2 separate regions of the Anas platyrhynchos genome follow, and region 2 is linked to region 1. The links are chromatin contacts, called in public Hi-C maps. All regions are on one chromosome and are shown on one strand. Each heading gives the region's core, a stretch centred on a gene start, on an enhancer-like site or on the middle of the called end of the contact. The rest is flanking DNA. Distances are from core to core; before and after follow the strand shown.

What was found. Hi-C and Micro-C count contacts between places; a contact is called where the count stands out from the background.
Region 2: a contact with region 1 is called in a Hi-C map of subcutaneous adipose tissue, with 2.8 times the contacts expected there. The contact joins the promoter of TOMM20 here to the promoter of TARBP1 in region 1. A contact is called at or near these places in 4 of 8 Hi-C or Micro-C datasets (F1 follicle, liver, skeletal muscle and 1 more).

Annotation. Positions count from the first base shown.
Region 1 is chr3:26,722,164-26,729,092 of IASCAAS_PekinDuck_T2T, reverse strand. It overlaps TARBP1 (tRNA guanosine 2 -O-methyltransferase TARBP1), which reads left to right and starts at 2,860. Exons shown (of 30, transcript XM_038176924.2): 1 at 2,860-3,773; 2 at 3,898-3,995; 3 at 4,875-4,944; 4 at 5,429-5,577; 5 at 6,813-6,865. The coding sequence starts at 2,909.
Region 2 is chr3:26,958,072-26,964,909 of IASCAAS_PekinDuck_T2T, reverse strand. TOMM20 (translocase of outer mitochondrial membrane 20) reads left to right here and starts at 1,260. Exons shown (of 5, transcript XM_027453760.3): 1 at 1,260-1,491; 2 at 5,700-5,746; 3 at 6,473-6,554; 4 at 6,831-6,838. The coding sequence starts at 1,368. RBM34 (RNA binding motif protein 34) reads left to right here. Exons shown (of 11, transcript XM_038176161.2): 10 at 97-215; 11 at 801-1,122. The coding sequence ends at 1,082. It overlaps LOC113843398 (small nucleolar RNA SNORA14), which reads left to right and starts at 1,717; the gene lies at 1,717-1,848.

The DNA of each region.
Region 1 (6,929 bases), core at 1,611-4,110:
GTGTCTACTGAAGTATAAAATTTGTGGAACCTTCTCTTGGCATTTGGCAGAACCACCACTACTGTTCCTATTGTTAACATACTGCTAATAGCAAACGTAAAGCTTGCTACGTATGGACTGACTAGATTGTTAGGTATTATCGAGTGTCTTTCTGCTGCATTCAGCACCAGCCAAGAAGGGAAAAATATTTCCTTTTGATGATACCTATTGTTCCTTTTTGCTCTCTTAACTCCGTAACCACTTTTTTTTTTTTTTTTTTTTTTTTTTTTTCCCTGCATCACATTCTGCTCAGATGCTCCCCAGCCTAATCTCCCATGGGCTTAATTTCTCACCCACTTCTTTTTGTCTGAAAAAATGATCTGCAGTAAACCAGTCCAAATTTAAATGCTGATGTTTAAGTTGATGTAATAGGGCTTTAGAATTGGCACCCCATTGTCATAAAAATAATAGCAAGGATGAAATCAGGCAATAATGGAGACCAGCAAAGCACCTAGTATTTTATTGTATTGATTATTACATGTTGTACAGACCTTTAATGCTTCATTCAGTTAAGTCCTACAGGTGCCTGGAAGAGAAGACAGATTGAAATAAAGAAATGACCCCTTTTCAGGACTTATTCAGACCTGCTGAAAGAAACACCCACAATTCATCTTGACTGCATGATGTAAGAAATGAAGAACTTTGAAGAAAGACATCAGAGCAACTGGAAGAGCAGACAAAATGTATTATGGCATGAAAGAGATTTCAGCTGCAAGCATCCCATTTAGTAATTTTGTATATTCTGTCATTCCTCCTCTGAAAAAATGTCGTTTTTTGGGGTTTGTGTGTGTGTGTGTGTGTGTGTGTGTGTGTGTGTGTGAAACAAAGCGCTATATTTTACTTTACATTTAAATAAATGTATGAATTTCAATTGTTCTCTTAAGCTTTTTCTGGATTATGTATTTTATATGTAACTAAATACACGCAGACTGTGAAGGCATATGGAAACCACGTTAACTAGCAGGTCTAAAATAGTTCTTTTTCCCCTTCTTTTTCTGGAATTTACCTCATAGGCAGTCAGTCACACTATAGGTCCCTTGCAGTAACAAGCTTCAGCTCTTCTGCAGTCAGTAGACTCTCAAAGATCACAAATTTCAAAAATGTATCGGGGAAGTGTGTAGCCAGGGAAAGGAGAGAGACTATACTTGTGTGATTTGGAGAAAAAGATCAAGTGGGAGCTCACAGTGAAAACTTCAAGAGGCCTTTTTCATTAGATGCCTGAGAAGTTAGCCATGGTAACTCCCATATCCATCAGAAACTGTGCTTTCCTAGTGCTGCTGTGCAGGGAATCTGCTGTCCTTTGCTTTCATGGGACCAGAAAGTTCCACGTTTGCCTCTCTCTGTGACATCTTCCCGGAGAGCAGTCTGTGACCATTTTCGAAGTGCTGTGAAAAAAAAGATAGAAATTAGAAATTACACCCCCTGGAAATCAGCCTGCTTTCCTTTTTCCCTTTTGGCTACATCAAACTGCCCTGGTCCCCACGCCAGCTGCTGGCACACAGCTAAGGAGCTAACGGCATGGTGCCAGTGCCCTGTTTTCCTACAGTTTTCCCGGGGCAGATGCAGGGCATTCAGGTAGGCTTCACAGCCACGACTATGGGTCAGATCTTGAAACTAGAAAGTGTTTTATGGGGCAGATGAAGGGCTCTCAGGTAGGCTTCATGGCCATGATCATGGGTCATATATGGAGTGGTAATTCATGTCGAGAAGATGGTTGATATTAATGAAGAAAGGGGAGATGTGCGAGTGTGGCCATGGGGGTTGGCAAGCCCTGTGGTTGATGATAACATTAGACTCTGAACGATGAGGTCATCAGGAATGTAAAAGAGTTTAGAAGGAACAAAGAAGGGTGATTCAGGAGACTCTATGCAGTCTTGGGTTGCTTGTTCTCCAGAGGTTGAGGCATGGAAGTTTCTCTGTGTTTGCTGTTGCTGTTATATGCAAAGTTGTTTGACCGATGAAAAGTTGTTTTTGAAAAGGACTGCTGTGGGGAGAAGGGTATACGAGAGAAGCCTGTTCTCAAGAAGAAAAAAAAAAAGAAAAGAAAAGAAAAAAAAGACTGAAAGTCTGCTACGCCATGGGCCCCTCTGCCGCTACAGCCATCGCAGGCCTTTGCTGTTCCGCCCCCTGGTGACCTGGACGTGCCTTTTGACCCAGGCCTATTGGCCTTGAAAAGGAGATGGATATGCTTTTGTTCGATCCAGGAAGAACGGGATACGTAAGGCCCAAAGGCCGAGTTGCTTGACAACTTAAAGCGAGACATATTGTTCAAAGGGAATGGAAAATGGAGACTTGTTTGTAATCAAGAAAAGGAATGGAAAATGGAGACTGTTCAGTCATGGAACTTAAAGGATTGTTTGTTACCTTTTCTGATTGTATGTATGTATAGGCGTACTTGGGTTTAGTATGTAAAGCAATGTTCTGTATGTTTAGAATGTTTGATGTTCATGTGTGCGTGTTGGTAGAGCGTAGACTCCCTGCACACCCAGCACTGTTTACTTGCCTTTTATACCTTTTAGAAATATTCTTTTTATAAATATTACTACATTCAGATTGAGACTTCATTTATAACAATGGCCACGATCACGGGTCAGGTCTGGAAACTAGAAAATACTTTATTTATTGGAACAGACGGCAACAGCAAGCACGGGCGAACACCACACTTTGCGCACTACACCTGGTGGGAAGGAGACCCCCACCCCGTCCCCAACCCCTCCCGCTGCCCCCCAACATGGCGGCCCCTCCCTCCCTCCCCTCAGCGGGACGCAGCGGCCCGGCCCCGCCTCCCCACCCCTCCGCACCGGGGCCGCGCCTGCGCACCGGCCCCGCACCGAGCCGAGCCGCACCGCGCCGAGTCCCCTCCCTCAGCATGGAGGTGGTGCTGGCCGACGCGCTGCTGGCCCGCGGCGGCGACCCCTGCGCGCTGCTGCGGGCCGTGTGCGCGCCGCTGTCGGCCGAGCGCGCGGAGGCGCTGCGCCTGCTGCTGCAGCGCCTGGCGGCGGCGGCCGAGGGCGAGGGCGAGGGGCAGGCGGCGGCGGGCGAGGCGCTGCGGCGGGCAGCCTGGGAGGTGGCGCTGGAGCGCTGCCGGCCGCTGCTGCGGCTCGGGGAAGGGGCGGCCGGGGGGGCGGCGTGCGCCGAGCGGCTGCGGCTGTGCCGGGCGCTGCGGGGCGCGCTGCGGCACTGCGTGCAGCTCTGCGGGGCGCCGCTGGCCGCACGCCTGGCCCGCGACGCGCTGGCCGAGCTGGAGGGAGGAGGAGGAGGCGGTGGGGCAGGAGCCGAGGCGGCGGTGGAGGCGCTGGCGGCGGCGGCGCCTTGGCTGGAGGAGCCGGCGCTGGTGGCGCGGAGCGTGGCGGCGGCGCTGGCGCTGCTGCGGGACGACGGCGAGGCCGAGGCGGCGGCGGCGCTGGCGGCCGGGCGGCTGCTGCCGGCGCTGGGCGGCAACGGCGAGGCGCTGGGCCGCGTCTGGGAGGGGCTGCTGGGGGCCGGCGGGGAGCCCCCCGGGGCCGGGCGGGCGCTGCTGGCGCTGAGCGCCCTGTGCGACGCGCTGCTGCCCCGCGGCGCCGCGGCAGGGCCCGACGCCAGGCTCTGCCCTCGCTTCTGGAGGCTGGTGCAGCAGGGGCTGGCCCGCGGGGACGGGCTGTGCCGCAGGAGGGCCCGCTACCTGCTGAAGAGGGCCGTGGATCTCTGCGGGGGGCAGGCAGCCTGCCTGCGCTGCCCCCCCGACGGCGGGGACGGTAAGGATGGGGGGGAGGCACCGCGTCGCCTCCCGGCCCCTGCTGTGTGTGTGGCCCCCTCCCCGGAGGGCTCCTGTGGCACCGCCTCAGCGCGGTGTCAGCGAGCTGTCTGCGTTGCCTGCAGAGCCCAGCCTCTTCTGGTGGTCTGCCGAGGAGAACGAGGCGCTGCTGCGCTTCTGGGAGACCTACATCTTGGTGCTGGAAACCCTGGAGGGAAACCAGGTGAGGGCGCCGGAAAGCCTGGGGGCAGCTCCTGCGCCATAGCTTCTGGCCCCTACAGTATAAGCATTTACAGTTTGGGCCATTGAAGGCGTTTAAGCATCGTCAGGCATGATTCATTTTGAATTTTAATCTTTAAAATGCAGCAAGCATAGTTTGGAATGCATTCCCATCTCTCTCTGAAATCTGGTTACGGCTGTGCATTGAACTAAGGAAGGAAAACCCAGGTTGCAGCTTATTGCAAGACCCGTTGGGTTACCCAGCGAGGTAACCCATTTCTCAGCAAAAATCAGGCTATTACACTCAGTAACCTCTTCTTAGTAGAGGACACTACATCTCCAAGTAAAGCACTTTGTGCCCTTGGATGGAAGTAATTCCAAGTTTGACTCAGAGGCCGGTGAACTTGGTAGAAAGATTGCTTTTGACCTGAGACCCTCTGCAGTTGCATGGTATAAATTAGTTGTGATTACCTGTTTGTAGTTTACTTATCTTGCATTATTTGTGCATGATTGTCCTGTAACTGAGAGAATAGTCATTATCAAAGCGTTTAACTTCAGAGGTTTGTGCTGTTTGATTTGAAAGCTTCACATTCTAATTGTGATGAATAGAAGGGTTGGTTATTGGGAAGGATTACCATTATGATACAGTAGCAAAGAAGTAACAATTCGTCTTAATCTGTAGCCTACGATTTCCTGTTGCACACCAAGTCCTTGGATGAGTTGCACAGGCATTGCAGAGTATGTTTGTTTATTTAAATGCAGTTTTATTGTCAATTGCTACATTGATGCTATTGACAGTAAATTCTAGCTCATGACTAAGTGCCAGTTCTTAGATTTGAAATTGTAAACTGACTACTTACATTGTATCTGATTTGCATTTCAGATCCATGTCATAAAGCCAGTATTACCAAAACTAAACAGTTTATACGAACATGCTATATCAGGGGAAAAAGGTAAGACAACATTTTCTGAAGCATCTCTAAAGTATTAGGTGATTAACTCTCACTTTTTTCTTCATTTTATTTGCAGCTTTTTGTTAAGTTTTCACTGTCAGTGCTGTTCTGAGATGCAGCAACAAGAAATCCTACCATATTGCTTATTATCTTATTCTGAAGTTGTTTCTTTTTCTTTTTTTTTTTTTTCCCTGCTAGCAGAACTAACTACCTGGCACTTCCCCTCTATGTTTTGTTTTACTTGAGCATTTACTTTTTTGTTGTTGTTGTTGTTGTTTTTTTTTAATGGGAGATTTAGTAGGATATTTTTATAAATCTAGCAGCTGTAATAATCTTTCTGAAGTGTGTTGTGTATTGACTATCGCGTTATCCAGAATGTCAACGTCTTGTATGTGTGTTTGATGAATTTCCTTAAAACATAGATTTGTAAAAAGAGTATACTAATGCGTCACTGTTAATTTTGAAGAGTTTGCTTTTGTAACAGGTTGTTGGTTGTTTCACCCATCATGGCACATGTGCATCTATAAAAGAATGTTTGAGAGTGAGAATAAGACATTGACAAAGGAAGGCATCCTTCATTTTTTAGAGCTTTATGAAACAAAGCATCTCCCCAATTCTCTTGGCTTTTCGGAGGTAAGGATTTTACGGTTACTTGCCAGAACAAGTAGATGTTCTAACTTGTAATGTATCTTAATGCTGATTGCATCAGTGGTGTTGGAATTAGGCATATTCTGTAAAAATACCCTCTTATTTACCTGTGTGAGTGATGGCTATATTCGTAAGTGATGTCAAATATAAAATGAATTGGAAAATAGCCAGGCTGCAGTGAATGGGTTCTTAAGTACAGTCATTCATTCACATATTTGAAGCTAATGCTCTAACTAAATGTACGACCCAATTTATTGAAATTTTTTATCAAGGGTTACATTAGTAGGGGAATGATTGATGCTTCAGACTTCCATGGTTCCTGATCTTCTCCAAAATTATTAGATCAATTGATTGAGCAGTTTTGGGTATTATTAAAACAATTGGTTGAACAGGGTTTTGGGTAAACTTGGTCTACAGACTTTGCCTGTGCACAGTATCTCCTATTTAAGGACTGAATTTTAAGATCCATTGCTAGATAACTCTGGGAGATATTTCATATGTATGTAGTGTAGTATAATCAGTGTATTACTGCATCTCCCTTTAAAAACACACATACACATATTCCATATAGGGGAAGAAGTATTTTAAGTCCCTAGGTTTTTTTATATGGTAACATGTGTAGGTTGATACCTCAACCAGCCTACAATTCAGTAAGAAGTGATCTGTATTGTATTACCATTGCTTCTTTCTCCTCTTCATAGAAGGAATATTGCCCTCAAAGGCTAATTTATTTCTGATTTATACAAATTAAGTTAGCTTCTTGATTGCTAACTTGAAATCCAGTTAACCTTAAAAAAATAAAAATAAAGTAGCACATCCTTAATCTTTCTAGGGATGGTTTAGTAGTATAATAGTCTTTTCTATTGCTTTCTTCTACTTCTAATCTTTCCTCTATTTTGTGTTTAAATACCTTTTCCCTTCTTATGCTGAACACCATCCATTCTCCATCTGTTTCCCAAAATGTTTTATGTGCTTGCAGCTTTCACCATGCTCTGTGAAATTTACCTATTAAAAAATACTGTTCTGCTTGTTTAGTCTCCTGCTCCCCCTTCTCTTTAGTTTCCAACTCCTTTTGCTACTAATAGTTATTATTGCCAAGTGTGTTCTCTAGTTTCTGACTCTTCCTTTACTTTTAAAGTGAGGTTGAATAATTCTAGTTAGTCTCTATGTATCAGTGCCTTGCAAGCGTACATTTACTCATTGTTCTTCCCTTTTATCAGTTTGTTATTGGGCCGTTAATGGATGCCCTCTCAGAAAGTTCCCTTTATAGCAGGTAAGCAACTGATTATTAAATGTATTGATTATTGTAAGTGTGTCCTACTAATATGGGTTTGAGC
Region 2 (6,838 bases), core at 11-2,510, 240 kb before region 1:
CTAAGGTGGTAAAATATAAAATATGTGGATTTGGGGTAGGCTTTTAAAGTGGTCTCTCTGACTGAGGAGACGTCTGTTTTACTGTGCTTCCTGCAGACATCAGCGATGATGCCGTGAGAGAACACTTTGCTGACTGCGGAGATGTGGTAGCAGTGCGAATTGTGCGAGACAGGCAGACCGGCATGGGGAAGGGCTTTGGCTACATTCTCTTTGAGGTACGTATGTGTGGCACGCTCAGGACACTGGGAATTCTTCAAAATCTGAGCTGGGATTTGCTTTTACAGCTTTTTCTGACCTTTTGCTATTTTGGATATGTATGTGGTACGTGGTAGCATTGTTTTGTACCTTAAAAGTAGCTTGGAAGACCGGTCCTGTGGAAGCTCATGAAAGCAAACTATTTTAGGTAAAGTACAAAGAAAAGCTGCAAAACATTGGGGTTAAAGAAATGACCTTTAAGGAAAAGATTTATAGGAGGAAAAGATGAGCTTGCTTGGTGTAACTGCAACATTCTCCCATTTCTTGTTTCAAAATATAAGCGGAATTCTTTTCTCCTGCCAGTTCTGCGGCTAGTTCTGCCCATTTAGGCTTTGTATGACTTGCTTCTCGTATTTTTCTCCCAGCCTCACCTTCCTTAGTTTACCTCCTGCAGCCCAAGACCTTTTTTACCAGTTTCTGCCTGTGTCTCTCACGCCTCGTGTAAGCTGTTTGCGAGCTCATTTTCAAGAGCATGTGGCAGCCGCGTGTCGGGAAGTCACCAGCCGGGAGCACGCTGAGGCTAAGGCGTGTGCCTGTTCCCACAGAACACGGACGCCGTGCACCTGGCTCTGAAGCTCAACGACTCGGCGCTGCAGGGGCGGAAGGTGCGTGTGAAGCGCTGCGTGGAGAAGGGCAGCGCGGCGCGGCGAGCGGCCGGCCAGCCCCGCGGCGCCAAGGGCAGGGCTCGCAGCGCGGCACCCACCCGCAGCGGCAGCGTGCACAGCGCCTCCTTCGTGGGAGAGAAGGCAGCGCCCTGCGCACGGGGCGCCAGGACCAAGAGACTGAGAAAAGGCGCTGCCAAGAGGAGACCCGGGAAGAAGAAATAGCCCCGGACGCGGCGCTGTGTTAATAAAGCCTCGGTGCGGAGCTGCTGGGCTGTTGGGTGCTCTGCCTGCTGCCTCCCTCCCTGCCCGCACCCGGAGCCCGCCGGCCGCGCATGCGCCGTGGGGCGGGGCGGGAGCGCGGCGGCGGCGGCCGATGACGCGAGGTGGGAGGGAGCGGGTGGGGGCGCGTCGGAAGCGCGTCGCGGCGTCGCCTTCCGCTGCCCGCCCGGCCCAAGGTGCCTGCGGAGCTCGGCGGCGCCGCGGGGCCGTCGGTGGGCGCCGCGCGCCATGATGGTGGGCAGGACCAGCGCCATCGCCGCGGGGCTATGCGGGGCGCTCTTCATCGGGTACTGCATCTACTTCGACCGCAAGCGGCGCAGCGACCCCAACTTCAAGAGCCGCCTGCGGGAGCGTGAGTGTCCGCGCCGCGCAACCGGCACCAGCGGGACCCAACGGCTCCCCCCGCGCCGTTGCATTTCTGTTGCAGCCGTTACGGCCGTGGCGCCCCTTCCCGCCCGGGCCCGGCACGTGGCGGCCGCGCGGCGCCCTCCCGCCGGCGGGAAACAGCGGAGGGGGGAGGGGGCGTCCTGAGGCGGGGGTGGGTGAAGGGGATTTATGGGGCTGCATCTCGCCCCCGCCGCATTCTGAAACCCTCCTGGCGGCCTCGGCCCTGGCCGCCAGGATAAGAATGAATGCCAGAGGAAAAGGGCGATCATCCAAAACGTGGAGCTCCGCCCGTGGCTCGCCGTTATTTCACGTCCTCGACACTGGCTCCGTGTCACGGCCACATCGGGGTGGGCGCCCCGAGCAGCCCAAACGGGCCCCTCCTGCCGTGGGGAGAGGGGCAGGCACCCTGCAGTAACCGAGCAGATCAGAAAGCACTCAAATTCCCAGAAATCACTCAAATTCCCAGAAATGCCCCTCAGGGTAGGCTTCCCCAGCAAGCGCACCCAGCCTGGCGGCCGTGCTCACGTGGGGAGCACCGCAGCAGCACGGTGTGGTGGTGGCCTGGCCTCCAGGCACTTCTCACCCCACGCTGCAAGGCATCGACGATTTTCAGTACAGTGAGCTGGAGTTCATTTGTCTCGCAGCAGAAACCTAGGTTTCAGCGGTGTAATTGGCTGTGTAGGAGAGAGGGTACTGGATTACATAAGATTTTTTACAGAACCATCCAAAGTGATCTTTGCATCCTGTTGTTTTCGTTAGGTGGGCTTCTGCCAGGTATAATGTTCTGAACAAACCTTAGGCTGGCTCTAAAAATTATGCTGAGGGACTTGCTGGGATTAAGAACTGACTTTTTCTTTAAAAATGGAAAAAATCTGCTGTGTTTTGGTAAGAAGTAGCTGTTCTTTGGAGAACTCAACTGAAAGACCTCAGATCCTTCTGCGCGATACGCTGCTTCTAGATGGGAGGCTTTAGGTAATATTCAGGACGCAATGCTGTAACTTTGCAGCTTGGAGGCTTCTGTGGTGTTATCAGTGACCAGATCGTTACAGAATTTTTGCCGTTGGATGGTGAAGCTCACTCTGAAATACTGGGCAAAAGCAAGGCCCAGTGCAGCAGCCCTTCCTTGGGTGAAGATGTGCTGCTTCTTGGGCAACAGCAGGAGCGTTGTATTAAAAAACTGTGGAAACCATCTTTAGAATGGGTAAACATTCTTAGGATAAGATTATTTTTCAGCCTCTGTAGTGCAGTGTCACCAGACTTTAGGAGGGACAGGGGCTCCCAGGTGTCAGCAGATTTCCAGTTGTATTTGCTCAAACACTGGCAAACAAATGAAGATCTGATACTATTTTGCCATCCCAGTTACATTTTATATCCTTTTGTTTGGGATGTGCTGGGGCTAAATATTGCATTGGGAAATCCCATAATAAAAATGAAGTGCCTGGATTCAGGTTTCAGGAAAAAAATGGAAGTCTCCAAGGATGCAGGGACTTTGGTTTTCCAGATGTCTTAATCTTGCTTAATTAGTGGGTATGGTGTTCTTACTTCAGTTTTTGTGTTCCTAGTTCTGGTCCTTAATTGTATTTAATCTTGGGACCAGAAGATTGGAACGCTGTAAACATCTGGAGCTGGCTAGTTTCTGCAGCTTTAGTTTAAGATGATTTTACATGAGTTTGCTGTTCTCCTTGAATACACAAGGCGCAACTGCTTTGTGTGCAAGTAGAGACAATGGTCTTGCTCACCTGAGAGAGAGGAACATAGGAGGCGGGCACCACAGCTGGGAGATGGAGAGGCAAAGGGTTTTGGGTCGGTGTTGTGGGACTGGTCATGAAGGTGCTGGTGCAGCTCAGGACTTTTGCAAATCATGCCCGAATGTCAGGTTGCTGCTTTGCATTTGAAACATTTTTTCCCATACTCAAGAGCTGTGCCTGAAAAACCTGCAAGTCCCGTGCTGTTCGAGAGCTGGTTTTATATGGGTGCTCGTGGGTCTCCATTGTGCCTAAATTCCTTCTATGAAAGATGGCTAAGGCTTTGTCTTTCCCCTTTTTAGATTGCAGTGATGTCTTTAGAACAGAGGGAGGTTTTTCCTTTTATTGTAGATCCTTGAGATAAAACAAAAAATTGGTCTTCCTCCTCTCTCATTACCTGAGGCACTGCTTTTTTTTGGTGTATTTTAAATGCAACTTTTGGCTGTTGTTCGAAAGATGTTTTAAATTTAGTTTTAGACACTAGTAAGAGAGGAATTCCTGCATATACTTCAGAGCTTTTTTTTTTTTTTTTGTAATTCTTTTAGTTAGTGAACTTATAAAGAATCCTGTAAAATGCATAAAAGAAAAGAAAAATTGCACAGTAGTCAGACCTCAAAGATTCTGTAGGTCAATGTTAAATCTTAGAATCTCAGTGATTCTTAACGGTCCTTCTTTAGTCTCTGGTTGAAGTGTATGGTTTTATACATTAGTGATCAGTAGTCAAAAGCCTTTATTAAAAATTTATAGTTGCCAGTATATGTCATTATTTCTTTATCTCTGAATGCTTACCCTAGTGACTGATAGTCGATGTAATTTTTAGAAATTGTCAAGAAAGCACAATTTCCTTGTGCGTGTTCAATGATTTTTTTTTTCTGAAAGCACTACAGCTGCAATGTGGCTTATTTTTATAGTGAAACATTCCACTTGTATTTCTTATCTTCATTTTGATTTCATCTTTGAGATTTAATGTATTAGGAAAACTGGCATGCCAGTTAGTGTAGTGCAGTTTCAAGTTTTTTCTAAAGCATTAAGTTACACAAACTCGAAGTGGGCTAACTGAAGGCACTTTCAAAGGATAAATTTTTCTTTAATATTGCGAACAACTATAATCATGTAATTGTACTGAGCTAGGATTCTGTGTGACACAAAGTATTGCTGTGTATGATGTTGCAGAATACTATCCACTGGTCAATATGTTGTAGAAAGTGAAGTACAGAGGGTTATTAAGGTGTCACAGAAAAAAAAAAAGGGTGATCCACGTAGTTAGAAATTCCCTTTATAAAAAGCATGCTTGACCTTGTCCATAAGTTTCACACATCACCTTGTCACTGCTAGGGAATGGTTTCCTGAATGTGTCCTTCATGTGGATAATCTCAAATTCTTAACTCGTGGCCATTAAAACTTGCAGTCACGTTATTTGGAAGTGTTTCCAGCATGTAAAGCTGTCTCAGAGACAAATCAGGGGTGTGACAGCTCTTCTTCATCAGTGTAGGTGTTCAGAGGGCAGACGGTGATGACACCTAGTGAGAGTACGGTTATTTAACCACGGGCTGTATGTAAAAATTATGTTGGTGTAATTACTTCAGTTGATGAACCAAATGACAAAAAATATTCTAAGAAAATCCCTAGAATTGCGGTAATTATATTGGGATAATTATTCTTTTTGGCATGAATAGCTGCTGCCATAAAGTATCGTTATACCTGCCTAATTGCATTAAAAGCAAGCGATATATCATTTTAATTACACTGGTTGTGCTAGAGTGCTACAGTTTTCTTTTGCAGATCAACTTTATGCCTTCAGGTTGGGTGATTAAGTCTGTAAACGTTTATTCCATCTGTAAACATTTGCTCTCCTTGGGTATTTAATTTCACGAACGTGTGTGTTCGTATGGCTTTTACAGCAGGATGGGGAGATGCTGCCACCTCTTTGACTAGTTCCCAAGCCCGTGCCATTGCAAAACAGCTGGGAAAGAACACGGATGTGCTGCCACCTGCTACAGCTTCTCTTGGTGGTGCATCGTGTATTTTCAAGTGAAAGTGGCTCAAGGTTAGATAGCAGCTCTTCTGTGTCTAATGGTTGCTAGAAAGTCATGCAGAGAAATCTTGTATTAGCCTAATTCTCTTCTCAGTGCTTGTGTAGTGCACGAGGTACGCCCTCCGACAGGCCCTGTGGGGTTGGTGTTTACCAAAGCCAGGAGAAGGATTGTCATTTTGAGTCAGTGTGTCACCGCCAGCCCTCCTTCTTAGGCCTCTAAATGATATTCTGGTGCAGAGCGTGGGTTGCAGTCTTGTGTTCAGCCTTCAGTGCTTGGAATATATTCCCAGTTTCTTATTTCGAAAATAACTTTGACTTGTTCACTGTTTAGGACTATAATCTGAAGACTTTCTAATTTCAAATTAAAAACACATGATATTTTTATTCTTACAGGAAGGAAGAAACAGAAGCTTGCCAAAGAGAGAGCAGGGCTTTCCAAGGTAATACTGTGCTCAATAACGCAGTGCGATTTTTGAAAGATGTTTCATTTATACCAGGTTTAGTTGTGAAGTATGTTTAAAGGCCAATTTGTCTATTTCGGTTCTGGCATTACAAACACTTCCAGCAAATATCCAGTCTTCAGATATTTTAACAATTTCACAAATAACCATATGAAATGATTGTTGACTTTTCAAGTCAAATAGAGGCCTTGTACTAGAAAGTATAACATTTCCTGTGTGCCTTGAGGGTGTTTTCCTCTTTGTAGTATGTCCATAAGTACTTCTCAGATTTAAAAGCCATTGATGAGATACAGCTACAGCTGAACTTGGCAGTTTTTTGCTGTAGGAATTTGATTTGCTTCTCTCTTTCCTTATTGCCAATGGATCTTTTACGAAGAGTTAAATATATCTTAACTGATTTTAATAGTTGCAATGAACATTACTTAGAATTTTTATTTGCTATGAAACAGTGTACATAATAAACTGAGTAGAGGTATTTCGGACTCTGGCCCTCTATGAACGTGTGATGCAATAGTTTGAGACTTGAATCTGATTTTCAAAAACATTCTGCATTAAGTTTAACTCGATGGTGATACTTTTAATTTCCTTTGTCAGTTTCTGTGTAAAAGTGTGGCTGTTCATGTTTGGTTTTAGTTGAGAATTATCTCTGCTGAATTATTAACTAATGTTTAAGAGCCAGCTTCAGTTTTACTATGTGTGTTACAGTTGCCTGATCTGAAAGATGCTGAAGCAGTTCAGAAGTTTTTCCTTGAGGAGATCCAGCTTGGCGAGGAACTACTAGCTCAAGGTAATAGCATAAATTTTTTTGAAGGGTAAGTTGTAAAAATAATTTTTCTTTTTCTAGAAAATGATTTCTGTACACTAAGATCTTCTGGGAGTCAGATTTACCTAAGTAAATCTGGTTGCTCATTTCGAACCTTCTGTGTTGAGAAGCTTCAACGAGGTAGAAGAAAAGAATTGTGTGGATTGATTCTAAGTAATTTAATGAATTGTCGGTGAATGCTGTATGTAAATACTTCATCCTTTGGAAGAAGTTTGATTTCAAACATGATTTGTCATGCAGGTGAATAT